Regions from separate parts of the Bombyx mori genome. Here region 1 is linked to region 2. Evidence: chromatin contacts called from public Hi-C data. All regions are on one chromosome and are shown on one strand. The core of a region is the stretch at or near the end of the contact, and the rest is flanking DNA. Distances in the headings are between cores, read along the strand shown. Region 1 has its middle 8.2 kb from the start of LOC134199979. Region 2 holds the start of LOC101741162 (ankyrin repeat, SAM and basic leucine zipper domain-containing protein 1).

Region 1 (3,102 bases), core at 269-2,768, 140 kb before region 2:
CCGCAACGATGCAACGCAATAACTGCAACACGGTCTTCTTTAAGCGTCCACTCCATATTTAAAAATGAGTAAAATTCTAAAAGTATACATTTTTATTTTCATGAACAATTCGAAATTCGAATTCAATAAACTATTTTGTGGCCGGCATTCTAAAAGAAAAGTTTTTACAGTGTGACAATACTTATGACCTGACTAGTTACATACCTCGCGTATAGTATGTTTTCAAAATCCTGATTTATTCCTCAAACAACCAATCCTTTTTTCGGAAGTGCACAGTTGCTGTGAGATGTTCTCCTTCAATTGATTTTCAAAGAGATTATTTAATATCTGGAGAAAGGTAGCATCATTATTGAGCTATTAATTTTCAACGGCTGGGACCTGTGACGTATTTGCCGCCATTGTTGATAAAAACTATACCTAACGTCTTCATAATAATTTTCCTCTAAATTCATAACTTCAAATCTATATAATAAAACAAAAGCACACCCTTCACGAGACATCTGAAACTATCCGATCGAAGAAGTTTAAATTTGGCATAACCACTACTTTGACAACGAAGGCGCTCGTTCGAATTTACGTAAGTACTAAATATGTATACATAGTGTAGATTTTACATCTATCATCGCATAGACTAGACTAGAAGTTTATGAGCCGAATAGCGACATAGATAAGGTTACCGTTGCCATATATTATTTTCCTACTTAATAGTTGGTAGCCTAAGGGGCTATTCCAATTACGCTCAGTTTTATAGGTGAGCTCACCTTTCGGAAGGCTTGCTAATACTAGCCCTCGCAGGAGCACGGCTTCTGAATCTATTGTCGGATCGGAATAGCTTGTGATATGACTAGTGGTTTACGAACTAAATAGTGACACCTTTAAAGGCAAGCCTTTAAAATATTTCACTCTTTTTGAATAGTAATTTCAACGCTAATGAAACCACGGTGCACGTGTAGTTAATAATAAAAATCATAAGTACATCCGAAGTTTGAAATGTTGAAATATATGACTTATTTGATCCTTATTTTAATTATCGATGGGTTCATCTCATTGCGGATTTACGGTTGCGTCTCTAGGAAATGAGGCAGTAGTTACGAATGCAATATTAATTTACATCGGTCTGTTTACTTTCCGTCAAACGTTATAGTAACAATTTTTCAATGAAATGAACAACTTCTAAGTATTTATCACGTCGGATGGAATAAGACTAAACTGGAATAGAAACTTACCAACTCAATTCAATGGAGTAAATAAAAAAAAAACTTATGTGACACCTCGACTACAGATATACGAAAGCCGGGATACATTACTGGAGTGGAAAAGTTAAAAAGCTTAAATGTATCTCCGGCGCGGCTAAAAGTGTCTGACAAAAGTTCGACTTCCATTTTAAAAAGCTCCATTACAAAACATCGAGATTCGCTTCCGCCACGCCGCGCCGCCGCGGGCGCGAACTGACGCCTGACGCCTGCGAAGACGGAATTACACTCTTAAAACTTTTCAATTAATTTAATAGTCTATAGCGAGGTAATAAATAAATATCAAGAATGTATGGGTATTAAAATTTGTAGCTAGGCGCTTGTTATGTGCTATAGATCTCTCCGTTGCTATTGTGAAATGAGTTGAATATTTTGTTTTAGTAAAAAATGGTATTTTTAGAGAGTCACATTCTAGTCAATTGGCTGAGTACCCAGAATGCGGTCCGGTCTTGGAGACCGGTGCAGCTTCGGTTAAGGAGTTTCAATCCTATGTGGCACTAAACTTGAATTCGTTACGTACTTACGCTGTGTCATACTTCGCTTAAACAGTTTTAATACTTGATTAACTGGCTTATTTAAAATTTGTATATCTCTCTATGAGTATTTATTTGAAGTACCTGCTATGTTTCTTAACATCTTGCACAAGTGTTTGAGGGAAAGATAGTTCGTTATATTATCTAGTGTCCGCCCAATGATACCTCAAAATTTCATAACAAGTTTTTGATCACGGTATCCCGTACGCCAGGTATGTTATACCAGGTAACCCTTGCCTTAGACGCCTTCAGCTCTAATCCTAGCAGTAGGCTTAGGGACCCCGGTAACCGTACTAGTCGAACTCGACAAAGAGTTCGACGTCTAACCTAACCCATGCAACAGCCCGCTGAGTTTCTTACCGGATCTTATCGGCGGGTCGCGATTCCAATCCGGTGGTAGATTCATCCGCGAAGCAGCTGCTCTCGAGTTGTTAGATCTCCTTCGGGGGCAATAGACCTTTTTTTACTTTCTTTATTTGTTCGTGGAATGAAGGAAGTCCCGGCTCATTTGCTGTAAAACCGTTGACGGAGCCCGCTATGAACAAACGCTCCTCAATAGTATTCTATAACGACTATCCGACATTTCAAACTAGAATGCTTGACTGCTTCTCGGCAGAAATATGCAAGATAGTTTTTTATTTTATTACTTAGATATGTGGACGAGCTCACAGCCCACTTGCTGTTAAGTGGTTACTGGAGCCCATAGACATCTACAACGTAAAATGCGCCACACACCTTGAGATATAGTTCTAGGTCTCAGTATAGTCACAACGGCTGCCCCACCCTTCAAACCGAAACGCATTACTGCTTCACGGCAGAAATAGGCGGGGCGGTGGTACCTACCCGTGCGGACTCACAAGAGGTCCTACCACCAGTATAGTGCATGGTTATTAAATAAAGAAATTTTATTGAAGAATTCGAAGATCGCAAAGTATCAAAACGAATTAATTCTCGCTTAAAATACCCGAGCACCTATACAGAGAAAAGTAAGTTGAATTCGAGAAGAGTTGTAAGGCTTTGGTTCTGAGATAGTGCTTTTAGGCCCTAACCCCGGGGGTGATGCAGTGGGTCCGTAGAGCTTCTTAAAATGTTTTCACTTATGTATGTATGGGAATACATTACCCCTGTCTCCGGGTTACTCGAGGCGCGCACACTTATTTCTAACACAAATTGAAGTGACGTTAAGCCATCACTTTACTCTCTTGTGAATATTCACTTAAATTACGTTTTATTGGGAGCTTGAAATATTATTTCAAACGTTTTTAGCACAACCCAAGTAAACAAATAAATCTAATGTTCGTTATTAGCATTTTTAT
Region 2 (3,060 bases), core at 186-2,685:
GAGAGGAAGTCACAAGGAATGACGTTTGTAATTAATGAATAAATGTTCTGTAGGTGTTTTTTTTTTCACGCGGTCCCTTGATAAGTTTAAAATTTGAATCACTCTCAAGCGAAAGTGATTCAAATGGTGCGGCGCACCTTCCTTGGGGTGCGCTGCGGTAGTATGTTACGGACTTTAGAGTCAGCAAAACAATTAAAATAGATTGTAATAGTCTAAGAAAAACACGTACTCAAAATACGATAACATTTAGCATGCTAGAAATGGGCTGATGGCTTTGAACTACGCCATATCTTTATGTTTTGCGACAAACGACAACTTTATAAAATCAGTGTAGCAACTTTTAAAAATCATCATATCGTTTACTTGGCAAATTCGAAGGACGAACTTGTCTTAGATTTCACCCATCTAAATCATATCATATTTGCACATAACAATATACCTACTTACTTCCCATTAAAGTATAAATTCTACAAATAAATAATACTCAACAATATTTAAAATAAAATGAGCCAAGAACGTTTATCGATAAAACCTGATAACATTGAAATCTTTTGTACAGCACTAAAGCCGCCATGTTTTGTGGCCAGATGACGTCACAGTGGCACGAAATTTTGGTTGACGTTTCATTTCCATAGGTTTCCTACTTCATTGTGAGCGATGCATCCGCGTGGACAGCTGCTATACAATAATACATTTTAATAATAATACATGTTTTCGTTATGTATGAAATTCAATGAAAAGTGAATGTGGTGTCAATTGTTTAGAGCAACGATAATTGCGATAATTGAAAAATGAAACCATTCCATCAGTATTTTCTTTTATGACGTTGTCACGTTCACCTAGCGTCAGTAAACCGACTTTACAGCAACCGATTTTTTTTTTCTCTCAAAGAAGTCAATGCTAAAAGCATATAGAAGATTATTAACGGGAACGCGAGGAGCAAAGCTGTCTGAATTGTTTTATTTTATCTACCTATTTAATGTTTCTTCAGGTTTAAAAGTGTAATAACAGTGGCTTATTATATTTTGTATCTGTGAAAGTGCACAAATGTGGGAAAATGAAACAAAGCCGCTAGACGTAGCTTCTCGGTATCCTCCAAAAAATCAGCTGAAAAAGTCTTAGTAAATAACCACCATTTTACTGAGATTATATTTCATCCTATATCATCTCATCTCAATTCATTTTTAACTATTTTTTTTATTTAATTTGTTATTTATTATTTTTTTAATTAATTTCATTTAATTTCACGCCAATTGATTGATGTTTCAAATTAACAATATTAATTAAACAATAAATTAATCAACTTAATTTCATTTCACATCCTATTAATATTGTTCAATAAAATTATAAAAAATTAAAGTATATGGTATGATACTTTTGCCATTCCAGTTGGCAAAATAGAAATAATACTACTAAAAGCATAGATAATATCCTGTATTTAAATGTCAAAAGCTTTCCTCCATATTTATGTTTATTGTCTATACTCTAAATCTTCTCAATTTAAATCATAGATGATAGTCTGATAGTATGTTTGATTTGTAAATGAAATTTGTTTTGATTGTGTTTTAAAGTAATATGTAAGATTTTTGCATCAAATTCAGCTTATCCAAAACAAATAAAAACAATGGCTCAATTCAGACCAGCCGGATTTTCCGATGAGGATTCAGATAGTGATGATTACGGATTTTATGAGAAGCCGGTAATTTACATTATTGCCTTACATTTTGATTTCTTACTATTCATAAAATAATTGTATTTTTAAAAATCCCAACAGTAATAATAATCCATATGGAGCACCTTCCCTTATCTACTAAGATGATCCAATAACATGCACAAGTTCATAGAGTGTATAAAATAATTAGATCTCGATTTGCTTACATACTTTTCATTTCTTATTTTAAACTAAACAGCAAATTAAATAATAATAATTGAGAAACACTTGTAGTATAATTGTACTAATTGTGGAGAGATTACATATGTATATAAATTTATTCTTTCAAATATAATGAAAGAATACACGTTTTTTTAATTCATTTACATTGTACGTTTTTTGGTAAATGAAGGTTTATATGTAAACTTTTTTTTAAATCGCCCTTATAGGCAAACGAGCTTAAGGCTTACTTGATGGTGAGTGGTTACCATTGCTCATGGACACATTTTGTTTTTATCATACAATTGTTTATCAACAAATCTTTACTTATGTCAAAATTACACATTTATTACATTACTTACTACAATTGACACAAGATTTAAATTTAAAAAAAAAAACAGCCTTCCTCGAATACAATATCTCAGCTATCAATTTTTAAGTTTCTTCTATTTCATATTGTTCTTTCACATCGTTAATGTCCATGAACAGCAGTGGTCAATGACAAACAGGCATGTTTTATCCTCTTCAATGATTACATTTGTAACCCGGATATGGTGAGATCATTGTAAGTTCCACTTTTACTGCATTGAGTTCACCTTTCCCTTAATACTGTGTGTTGGCATGATCGTCTTAGCCGTACAACCCTATTTCTCACTTTTACTCACTAAATCAATGACTTAATTTGTAGCTGAAACAGCTGTGGCAATGCTGTTACTTACTTTTGCAGTGGTTTATAGTTTACAAATAGAAATTTGCATCTGTTTTGGGCTAGTATATTACTGAATCTAACATCTCCAAACCACTTTTTTCTGTTTTTATGTACTAGCTAAAGTGTCAACAAAATACACAAATATCCAGTTCACTTTATTTTTTCTTTGTATTTAGAGAATTGACAAACAATGACTATCATGTCATGTCATGGTATGACTATCAATCAACCCGTCAACTGAAATTGAAAAGCACCATATATTATGCATAAGAATGTGTTATTTCCAAATTACAATAGGCACTGTGATTGTTAATTATGTATTTAAATTATATTTACAGGTTAGAAACTATGACTATTCTAGTCAAATTAGCAGTAAGAAGAAGGTAGAAGTGGCTTTACAGGAAGCTATCATAAACGGAAACATGAAAGATGTAGAGGATCTTATAAATAATGGTATGAAGATAATCTAGGCTAATGTATG

Evidence for each region. A called contact is a pair of places that touch in the nucleus more often than the background predicts.
Region 1: a Hi-C map of midgut shows a contact between it and region 2, with 2.3 times the contacts expected there. The contact joins the enhancer-like site here to the promoter of LOC101741162 in region 2. A contact is called at or near these places in 3 of 7 Hi-C or Micro-C datasets (middle silk gland, midgut and whole pupa).

The regions. Positions count from the first base shown.
Region 1 is chr13:8,813,452-8,816,553 of ASM3026992v2, reverse strand. No RefSeq gene overlaps it. Among protein-coding and RNA genes, the nearest start is that of LOC134199979, 8.2 kb to the left of the region's middle. Within about 2 kb of position 1,518, at least 2 of the 8 cell types and tissues checked have open chromatin away from gene starts, as enhancers often do.
Region 2 is chr13:8,673,801-8,676,860 of ASM3026992v2, reverse strand. It overlaps LOC101741162 (ankyrin repeat, SAM and basic leucine zipper domain-containing protein 1), which reads left to right and starts at 1,435. Exons shown (of 8, transcript XM_004927804.5): 1 at 1,435-1,699; 2 at 2,918-3,032. The coding sequence starts at 1,625.